Regions from separate parts of the Sus scrofa genome. Here region 2 is linked to region 1. A link is a contact called in public Hi-C data. All regions are on one chromosome and are shown on one strand. The core of a region is the stretch at or near the end of the contact, and the rest is flanking DNA. Distances in the headings are between cores, read along the strand shown.

Region 1 (5,462 bases), core at 1,479-3,978:
GGGAAACTTGACATTCCTAGAACAGGCAAAAGTACTCAGAAATAAAGTACCTTATAATTTCTTACCTGTTTCCTTTAATTTTGCTCCTCATAACACTAATTTACTCAAATGAGTATAGCAGCAAATCCCTCCTGTAGAGCTAGAAAAACAGGGAAATATCTGAATGGTTTCCTTTTTGGTGGGATGTCTTGCTTAGGGTTTTTTCTTGGTTTGCTTGTTTGTTTTAAGTTTCTGACTAAACATAGGAATAATTTGCCATCTTAAATTTTAAAAGGTTTAAAAGACATTATCCATAATAAGATAGCATCTTTATAAAAACGAACAAAGAAACTAACAAACCCTCAGCTAATGCTACTAAATGTTCTTTGCAGAAGGGAATTGAAAGTTTCCCTTTATAGGATTAGTTTTACATAAAAAATAAATAAATAAAAAATCACAGCACCAAACACGAAGATCCACAATAGAAGCACATGCCAGTTCCCAGAAATAAGGGAGATATTTTATTTTTTGTGTGGTATTGCCAACAAATCTACAAAAAAGAAAATAAAGTTTACCGTTGTGCAAATATCAAAACGGCAGTGACATAAAAATGGTTATTTAGGAGTTCCCGTTGTGGCACAGAAGAAATGAACATGACTAGGAACTATGAGGTTGCTGGTTCAATCCCTGGCCTCGCTCAGTGGGTTAAGGATCCGGTGTTGCCATGAGCTCTGGTGTAGGTCACAGACACGGCTTGGGTCTGGCGGTCTGGCGGTCTGGCGTTGCTGTGGCTGTGGTGTAGGCCAGCAAGTATAACTCCAATTAGACCCCTAGCCTGGGAACCTCCATATGCCGTAAGTGCGGCCCTAAAAAGCAAAAAAAAAAAGAATGGCTATTCTGACTAAGATAAAGAGGAACTAAATTATGGCTGGTTTGAGGATGCCAAGAGGACACTCTTACACATTCTTGCACATTCATACACCTGTATATACATATACTTGTGTGAGAGTCACAGCAACCATTATATTAGTACAAAAGTTTTCCAGATGATCTAGCCCTATTATCTGCAATTTCAGTATCTCTACTTAGTCTCTGTACATGCATAGCAATAAATCTACTATAAGCTAGTGCCCCAAGAGGGGAGGAAAATAAACATAAACCCTCTACTAAAAAGTAGTTGCTTTCTTAAGAGCAGTTACAGCAGAGATACTTTAATGACTATGAATTCATTTGGGAAGTATATTCCTCATAGCAGGAATCCTCTGTCCTCCAGTCATCTTCCTTTCCTCTCTATTTCTGAGACTCCCTGAGTCCACAATAGTACGGCACCAAAATGTAGAATTTATCCAGTGGGCTTAACTCTCAGAAAGATTGGGATCATGAAATATATCAAAGATGTTTAGCTAAGTCATAATTTGAGATGGGTGTATTTTGTAGGATTGTTTTTTTTTGGTTCAGTATAATGTAGATCCACATTTTTAAAAAAAAGCTTAACCAGGAGTTCCCATTGTGGCGCAGTGGTTAATGAATCTGACTAGGAACCATGAGGTTTCAGGTTTGATCCCTGCCCTTGCTCAGTGGGTTAAGGATCTGGCATTGCCATGAGCTGTGGTGTGAGTCGAGGACGTGGCTTGGATCCCGTGTTGCTGTGGCTTTGGCGTAGGCTGGCAGCTGCAGCTCTTATTCGACCCCTAGCCTGGGAACCTCCATGTGCCACAGGAGCGGCCCAAGAAATGGCAAAAAGACCACAAAAAAAAAAAAAAAGCTTAACCAAATATTATATATTTCCCTTGTAACAAGCCTAGGAGTAGGCCATTCTGTTCTATCTTTTCACTCTGTCATCTTTAGCATTTTGCTTTCACCCCTCCTAACCTCAAAATGGCAGCTAGACCCCCAAGCATCATATCCATGTTCCAGACAGGAAGAAGAAAGAAGTGACAAAGAGGAAATGGAAATGTCTTTATCAGGAAAACAAAACTTTCCTAGATATCCCTAAGAGAATTCAGCTTGTGTCTTGTTGGCCAGAATTAAAAGAAAAGCTGTGAGGAAAGTTACATCATGGGCTGTTTTTATTAGACATGCTGCCACCTCAAACAAATCAGGGTTCTAATGGGAAGGATAAGAAAGAATGGTACAAATATTTAATGCCAAAATTCTAGAATTTCAATCCGTGGAGAAAGTAATTAAGCTTCTCAAAGGAAAGCATAATATCATATTCACTTTTTGCTCTCCAAGTGCTGACACATAGTACATGGTCATCCAGCAACTATTTCTTGAGCCCCTATTGTATGCCAGGTGCTATTTTAGGTGCTTGGGATACACCCAGATAAAAATTCTTGTCCCCTTAGATCTTACATTCTAGCAGGCAGAGACAGATAATAAACTATAGCCACAATAAATAAATAAAGTCTAGAGTTTGTTCAAAGGTGATAAATTCTATGGAAAAAAGGAAAGTATAGCTGACTAAAGAGAATTATGAGGGGAAGGTGGAATGGACCGGTTGGAACAAAAATAACGCAAGGCTTATATATTAATTTGTTCCTTTCATTCCTCAGACCTTTTGAATTTCTAGAACATATAGTATGCTTTATCTTGGAAAAAATAGTTCATTCTTTTTTCAACTCCCATTCTTGAAAATGCTGAATCCAACTGCTGTTATTTACACAAGAAATGTCAATGACTGTGTCACATAGTGTACTGGGCTAGACATTGCCTCACACAGGGAGTACTGTTTGCAATTTACTTAAAGGGTCTAATTCCATAAGGAAGAAAGAAAATTCTGAGGGGAAAAAAAGAGCAATCCACAAAGAGAAAATGCTCTTCTGACCTGGCGCCTTTTGAGTGTCAGAGCAAGCCTTTCTGGAGAATGTGGCTCTTCAATAGGCATAATACAACTGGATTAACTCTCCTCTGCTTTAAATTATAAAAATAAGAACTACACACACACACACACACACACACACACACAAAGTTACATTTCCGAGTTAAAAAAAAAAAAATCCAAAATCAACATCTCCCAAGGGATTGGGGTTTGATTGATTTTATTTAAAGTCTGGGTGGGTTTCTGACCACTAAATATTTGCTTAATTATCCCTGCAATGAAGAGTGATGCTCTCATTAGTAGGGGTTAGAAGCCCATCTGTGTTCTCTGTCGGTTTTTTGTACAGGATTGTAAACCTGCAAATTGCATGTACAGTTGGGGAGTTGGAAAATTATAATTGCAGCTCTGATATTCATTATCCCATGAACTTGGGTAAAGCAATTTTTTTCCCCTGGGCCTTGGCCTATTTGTGCATAAACTGTAGTTAATAGTACTCTACTATAATACACAATTTCAACACTATTTTATGCTAAGCCAAAAGTCTTGCCTTGTGTTCTGCTTGCTGGCAAAAAGCAACGCTCTCCCAGATCCTGAAGCTGAGGTTATTACAGAGTCCAAAACAACTGTTGTACCATTAGACAGCAAGAGGAATCTTATCGCTTTAGAATTTGCAAACACAGAAATCACAAAGATGCCACATTCCCGGTCCCTAAAGAAAACCGGAAGTGAACACCTCTCCAGAAGGACATGAAATGCTGTGAGGTGAATTTCACGAATGTTTAGGGAAATGAATGAACCAAAGTCATCTGATAGCTACTCTCAGTAGAGGCAAATCCAGATTTTTTTTGTGAGGCCTGGAGCTTCTTAAAACATTTTGTCAGGGAGAGGGAGGTGCCCTTTAATAAAAGAAATACTTTGTATTTCTTTAGAATGAAAAAAAGTCACAACATATTATTAATTTTTTTTAATAGAAAAGATCACAAAGGTCACAAAATGTATAAAAATATGTTGACGTTTGTCCCTATCTGCTGCACCTCCATAATATTTTTTCCACATTTTTTGCTTGCACCTTTGGCTATCTCTTCATATAATTTTGAAAAGCATTTTCCAAGGCAGATTTACAATGAAACGGATGAAGCTTCAGCTTTAGGCGCCTCACTCCCATTCAGTTCCCTGCGAGGACCTATGCCAATTTTGTATTTTCCACTATTCCCTTCACAAAAGAAAAAAAAATATATGGTGTCTTTATAACTGTGTATGTTGCATTATCAGGTTATATTCCTGAGAGGAAAGAACTTCCACTTACTCACCTTCAATGAGAACCAAATTTTCTACTAAGAACTGACAATGAGACATATTTTCCATACTAGTTTCTGACTCTGTATGTTTCAAGTTTTGTTTTTTCTCCACTACTCATACCCTTACAATGCTGGTCTATGAAACTCAGTCCAACTCCTCCACACGTTCAGGATGCAACACTGGCTCAAATAGTCAATGGGCACTGGGAGGGTTCCTGGAAACCACTCCCCTAGAAGAACACCTAGGGTAATTCTCATTCTATTTTTTTTCTTTCTTTTTTTCCTATCTTTTTAGGGCTGCCTCCATGGCATATGGAAGTTCCCAGGCTAGAGGTCGAATTGGAGCTGCAGCTGCTGGCCTACACCACATTTCACAGCAACACTGGATCCTTAACCCACTGAGAGAGGCATGGGATCAAAACCCACATCCTCATGGATACTAGTTGGATTCGATACTGCTGAGCCACGACAGGAACTCCCTAATTCTCATTCTAAATAAACACCCACTATGTGCTTCTGAAGTGACTTGAACCACATAAACATATCTCACTAAACTCAGACTACATGTATTGCCAACTAAACTTGCTCTTAGCTAGATCTCCAACACATAAGGCCATTCCAGTGCCACCCGTGGAAGAGAAAGAATAGAGGAAGGATCATTTGAGTGAAAGGGACCATAATCTTTTTTTTTTTTTGTCTTCTTAGGGCCACACCCACGGCACATGGAGGTTCCCAGGCTAGGGGTGGAATGGGAACTACAGCTGCTGGCCTACATCACAGCTCACAGTAACACTGTATCCTTAACCCACTGAGCAAGGCTAGGGATCAAACCTACCCTCATGGATCCTAGTCAGGCTCGTTAACTACTAAGCCACTATGGGAACTCCTTAAAAAACGTATTTTAAATGGTTTCTTTAAAATGGTTTATTTTGAAAATTATATACATAACCTTGCAAACGAGTGGCCCTGAAATTTAATCATCATTCATTTGATGGTAAATCTTCACTGATTCTAAGTCCTGGTGGCTCCGCTAATGCTACTGTCTTGGGGGTGATGCCTCAGAGGAAGGAGATGACTGTTTAGGTATACAACGTTCTGAGCTTCAGAAAGAGCAGTATGGCATTTCTAGCTCCTCTGAATCTGGAGATATGAATTCTAGTTTAGATTTCAGAGGACACAAAGTATTTACTCTGCTGTAATTCACTCATCTATCAAGACACCAAAAAAATACTTATTGAATTCTATCATCATCAAAGGATTTGGTTAAAATGTGTGACTGATTAAAAATAAGTAAGCACAGTCCTTGCCCTTATGGGACCCAGAGAAGACAAAAAAAGACAAAAAAAAATAAAAAACACAAACAT
Region 2 (5,462 bases), core at 893-3,392, 69 kb after region 1:
TTATAATCTAGTCCCTTTTCCTGGTACAATCACGGACTAGTCAGTCAATTTTCCCTTCACGGTCTCTCTTCCTGGTCAAACACAAGGCCATCTACACACTGGGAGAAGGCAGGACAAGGAGAACCTGCCCCACTGTTTCAGTCCCTTTGTGATTCCCCCTGGTGAACTGAAATCACTTCTTAAACCTGAGCCACACTATTGGATTTAAAGAATAATATAAGCATGGAAAGAGAAAATTACGGCTTCTCAAATATTTTTTCCTAAGAATTAAGGAGGAGGAGAAAAAAAAAAAAAAAAAAAAAAAACCAAGAAACGAATGAAAAGGCTTCTGTGAGCTACTTGAGTCATTTCATCGCCTTCCAAAAAAAAAGTCTACTTCGGTGGGAGAAAACCAGATGTCCCTGAACCGCCGAAGCAGCTCCTAAACACTGCCTTTTTTCATCCACAAAAACAGTCAAACAAAACACATTTGGCCTCAGCTTAATGAAGCGGCATGTTGATGAAGGCGGACAAGAGGGAGGCGGGTGCGGTGGGGACAGTGGGTCTTTGTCAGCAGGTTGGGAGCTGCCTACCACTGCCGCTGCCGCCGCAGCTCCCGCCCGCGCCCACCCTCGCCCCGGCCATCCCTGTCGTCCCTACCATCGGAGAGCGCCCGTAGGCGACCACAGCAGCGGCGGCGGCGGCTGCGCTCATCTGTGGTGACATGTTGTGGAGGCTGGCGTAGGCGGCGCTGGGGCTGGTCAGCTCGCCGTTCATGCCCGCGTGGGGCACCATCCCGAAGGGCGCGGGGTACGGGCCGGGCACCGCCAGGGGCGTCCTCAGGCCGGCTGCTGCAAGGAAGCACAAGCAGCTGTGACTTACCTAGGTTCAGGTCCAAGCCTGACCAATGCCAGGGTCCTCTCCAGCGCCCATCATTATAGGAAAGGAGGGAAGGCTGGGGTGGTATCCCTTCCAGTTCCTCCATAGGATCCCTTCTTCCCATAGAAATGAATTCATCTCCAGGGAAGAATGGACCCCAAGAGAAGCACTGCCCATGCACTTCCTCCTTGGTTGGAACACTTGGCAACACTGGGAGGGAAGGCAGTTTTAAGCAGTATCAGTGTACCCAATTCACAGAAGGCAAACTGAGGCACAAGTACCACCTAATGATGTGACTTGAAGGAAGGTACTCTTGATAAAATCCGAGATGTCTCCTTGAGCTCAAGGTTTCCATTCCCTGTTAACAACTCCAAATGAGAACCTGATCCTGGATTTATGTGAACCAGAGCGCAGCTTTAGGAGAATATTCTGGGGCCTCTTTTCCCCTGGGCCCAGGGTGTTACGTTTTTCCTTTCCCAGGGAGGAAGATAAAGTTAAAAGTTATGAGTTTATTCAGGGGCTGGAGGCGCCTCAGGGAAACCCTCCCAATTTCTACTGAAGGAGAGACCACTGACTCCTAAGGGATGTACCAGCAGAATGCTAGCCAACGAAAGCAAGCAAGAAGCATACTTGAGCTGGCCAGACCGGCTGTTTCAGTCAATATTAGCAAACTCAGACACACAATGATAGTTTGGTAAGGAGCTTACATGCGGAATAATTATCAGAAACTTTATTGAAGTCCCTGGGATTTGGATTATTTGGAAATGAAAGAAAAGCCAAATGTAAACAGTCGGAGACTGAACAGAGTGCAGCTGCTGAAACCCAAGGACAAACATCTGTTTCTTATCATGGCTTTTCGGAGATAGGAAAGAGGGAGGCGGGCAGAAAGTGCATTTCATATTCATGGGGAAACAACATCATGAGACAACAGATGAATCAAGTCGGAAAGGGGGAACACAAAACACAGCACACAAGAGGTGATGCCCTACCAGCCTGGTTAACGAGGGGGTCCATGGTTGGAGGCTTGCCGAGGCCTGGACGGAGTCCTGGAGTGGCACTGGTGCCCGGCGTTGGCATGTCACTCCGAGGCGTCGGTGTGCTGGATTTCAGAACAGGCGTGCTGGCTTTTTCATGCTGGTATCATTAAACAAATTAAATGAGTATTATTTTTAATCCAAGCCATATTACACAATTTATCACAACAGCAGCTGGGACACTGGGCACCTTCTAGCTACTCCCTCAGCCAATTTTCATAAATCCACACAATGTTGACAGCATTAACTTGTGAGCGAGAAATGTTGACCTTTCCTCTTCCTGCCAGAATTAAAACTCTAGCTAGAGACACAGAACATGATCACACTCCTTCCTCCGCAGATTTTATTTTAAAAAGTATTTTTCCATCAGGCTTGTGGACTTTGGATCTAGGCCAAGTGGGAATGATGACCACCCCAAGGAAAGTTCCCGGTCACTCAGAAATGAATACCCCAGTCATTCAGACTATCTGAGGGAAGACTCCCTTTCTACCCTTGCCTTTTAGCGGCAGTGGGATTGAGAGTAACAGTAGAGACAGCGGGCCATCAATTTGATGAGAAGCAAGCTAGTATCTCACAGGCAAAAGCCCTAGGACTGGTCCTATCATTTTGAGAGATGTACCTAAAAAAAATAATTCTTTGGCATTAAGCAGCACCACCCACTTGCCTAATATAAACAGTATGGAGCCAGAGTCCTCATCATGGCTCAGTGGAAACAAACATGACTAGTATCCATGAGGAGGCAGGTTCGATCTCTGGCCTCGCTCAGTGGATTAAGGATCTAGCATTGCCATGAGCTGTGGTATAAGTCGCAGACATGGTTTGGATTTGGCGTTGCTGTGGTGTAGGCCAGTGGCTACAGCTCCGATTCGACCCCTACCCTGGGGACCTCCGTGGGCCATGGGTGCAGTCCTTCAAAAAAAAAAAAAAAAAAAAAAACAAACAAACAAATATGTGTGGACCCACTGGTTCAGAGGCCCTTAGGAGTCAAGATAGTAACAGGGTTGCAGGGCATCTTCTGCATCTCAACACTTAATGTCCTTTTTTTTTTTTTTTTTTTTTGCTTTTTAGGCTGCACCCACAGCATATGGAGGTTCCCTGGCTAGGGGTTCAATCGGAGCTGTAGCCGCCGGCCTATGCCACAGCCACAGAAATGCCAGATCCAAGTTGTGCTTGCAACCTATACCACAGCTCCTGGCAGCGCCGGATCTTTAACCCCCTGAGGGAGGCCAGGGATTGAACATGCAACCTCATGGTTCCTAGTCGGATTTGTTTCCACTGCACCATGATGGGAACTCCTCAACCCTTCATGTCCTTTTAATCACAGTCTGAGAAGCGCCACCGGGTAGCAGAGAACATGGGTTAGAGCCCCAAGCTCCCTCTGACCTTGGATCTGATGAGCTGGGTAAACTTGGCAAGTTCCTTAGGCTCTCCTCCCCATCACTGAAATGGGATAATGCCTTGGGGGACTATGTAAGGACTCACTGCAGGGTTTTTGGGGTGTGTTATGGAGAGTGAAAAGATAACACACTCCTCAGTGTTTATTGAATGACTTAAAGCATGAACGGGCCTGCAGCACCCTTCTCCCTCCACCAGTTTCAGGCTTCCTCCAATGCTGCCTTGAGTACATCACCACCTGCCCAGCAACCTAATCACAACATGGCCTGACAGAATGGGTCAGTCTAAAACCAGGGGAAATGCACCACTGAAGAAATGAGGCTTTCTCAGGACCTGAGATGTTTGAACCATTTGCCAACTAGGAAGCTTCAGAAAGCCTGTGCCGGGAATACACGAGGCAAGAAGGCAATGGACCTGGAAGCTTGTTATCTCTCTCTAACCATGGTCCAAAATAGACAACCCAGAGGGAAAAAGTCATCACCATGGGGACAGAGAGCAGGACAATGAGTTTCACTTTTAAACACTTTAAAAACTTAACTCTCAATCAGTAAAAACCCCACATTTCAGATACTTTAGGGGACCTCTGGTTCCCCAAAACTACATTGCTATACAGGCAAGTGACACTTCTCATGACCTACCAAGCTCATTTCTTTGGATTTCAAAGAAGTGGAACTTCCCGAGGAGGCCGTGGACGCCGGGCTGCTGGAGGCGTCTTTCTTTAGCAGGCGGTTTTTATCGATCCCGTTTTCCCTGGGCGAGTGGGCAGGGCTTGCTCTCGGAGAAGAGGGGTCCTCAACAAACGTAAGCAAAACTCTCGTGATTTCACTTATAAGGGAGAGTATCCTTCCCTTTAACACTCTATTCCTACGTTTAATTTAATTTAATTCTATTTGATTCCCCAAAGGAGAGCAATGAACATCCTTTAGATTTGGGGAACTTGAGGGAGAACACCTTAACGCTGCTTTTACAACAAACAGGAAGGAGTTTGCAAGCACACCCATGAAGACGCCATAAAGATAAAAAATCTAGAAATAATCATATTCCCCCTCACGATCAAATACTTTCCCCAGAGGGCACAGGACAGAAAGAAGCACCAGACACCAACTTAGGAATCCAAAATGGTTAGGGGAAGCAGGTTTCTTTTTTTTAAGGAAACAAAAGTTTGTGTCAGTCTTAGGCTATTAATGCTCTGTCCGTGAACAACCATTAAATTCGTCATGTGTAAAGTTGCAAAAGACCAAAACAGTGGGCTCTACTTCCTTTCTCTCACAAGCCACTCTGAAAATAAAAGTCTGATGGAGGGAATGGTTACCTCATTAGACACATCCACAACTAAGTTGTCATCGCTTTTGTCACCATCACTGTCCTGAAAAACAGAAATTTTAGTGACACTGACTAAACGGTTTGAGGTTTAATAAATTTTTATAGTTCTTGGTAGCAAACAAACTAGAAAACGACCTGGGACACACCTACAGGTTCCCTTCCAGAGTGCCAGCCCTGGTAATTAATACCACCTTCTCCTCTTCTCACCTGACCTAGGGAGGCACAAAGCCCCAGCAGGAATTCTGTTACAGCAACACACCAGCTTATACAATCACAATTTGTATACAGATGATGACAACCTGTAAAGCTTGGTGCAAAGGCTAAGTAAACACTTGGAACAGCACAATCTCTCTTACCAATCTGAAATCTGCATGTCCTTATCTTGGAGAACTTCTACCATTAGATTTCAAATTAAGAACACAATTTCATGTCATAGCTCTTATGTATATCACCTTGAAGACTGCCAAGAATGCCAGGGTTCATGGACAATTCTTAATTATAAAGACAGACTTAAGGAGTTCCCGTCCTGGTGCAGTGGAAATGTATTCAACTAGGAACCAGGAGATTTGGGGATCGATCCCTGGCCTTGCTCAGTGGGTTAACAATCCGGCATTGCCTTGAGCTGTGGTGTAGGTTGCAGACGCGGCTCAGATCTGGTGTTGCTGTGGCTCTGGCGTAGGCCGGCAGCAACAGCTCTGATTGGACCCCTGGCCTGGGAATCTCCATATGCCTCGGGTACACCCTTAAAAAGGACAAAAAAGACCAAAAAAAAAGAGAAAAACTTAAACCCGTTTCCATGGGGTTACTAATTACTGCCAAAAAAAAAAAAAAAAAAAAAAAATCAAATAAAGC

The links. A called contact is a pair of places that touch in the nucleus more often than the background predicts.
Region 2: a contact with region 1 is called in a Hi-C map of skeletal muscle, with 2.7 times the contacts expected there. The contact joins two enhancer-like sites. A contact is called at or near these places in 4 of 47 Hi-C or Micro-C datasets (liver and skeletal muscle) and 1 of 2 datasets of contacts at active chromatin or transcription factors (skeletal muscle).

Annotation. Positions count from the first base shown.
Region 1 is chr1:234,233,438-234,238,899 of Sscrofa11.1, forward strand. No RefSeq gene overlaps it. Among named protein-coding and RNA genes, the nearest start is that of SPATA31D1, 130 kb to the right of the region's middle. Within about 2 kb of position 2,729, at least 3 of the 83 cell types and tissues checked have an H3K27ac peak or open chromatin away from gene starts, as enhancers often do. A contact at or near this core is called in skeletal muscle, where this site is marked.
Region 2 is chr1:234,302,774-234,308,235 of Sscrofa11.1, forward strand. LOC100524475 (transducin-like enhancer protein 1) reads right to left here. Exons shown (of 20, transcript XM_003480540.4): 10 at 4,600-4,653; 11 at 3,926-4,078; 12 at 1,848-1,992; 13 at 640-830. Among named protein-coding and RNA genes, the nearest start is that of SPATA31D1, 65 kb to the right of the region's middle. Within about 2 kb of position 2,143, at least 23 of the 83 cell types and tissues checked have an H3K27ac peak or open chromatin away from gene starts, as enhancers often do. A contact at or near this core is called in skeletal muscle, where this site is marked.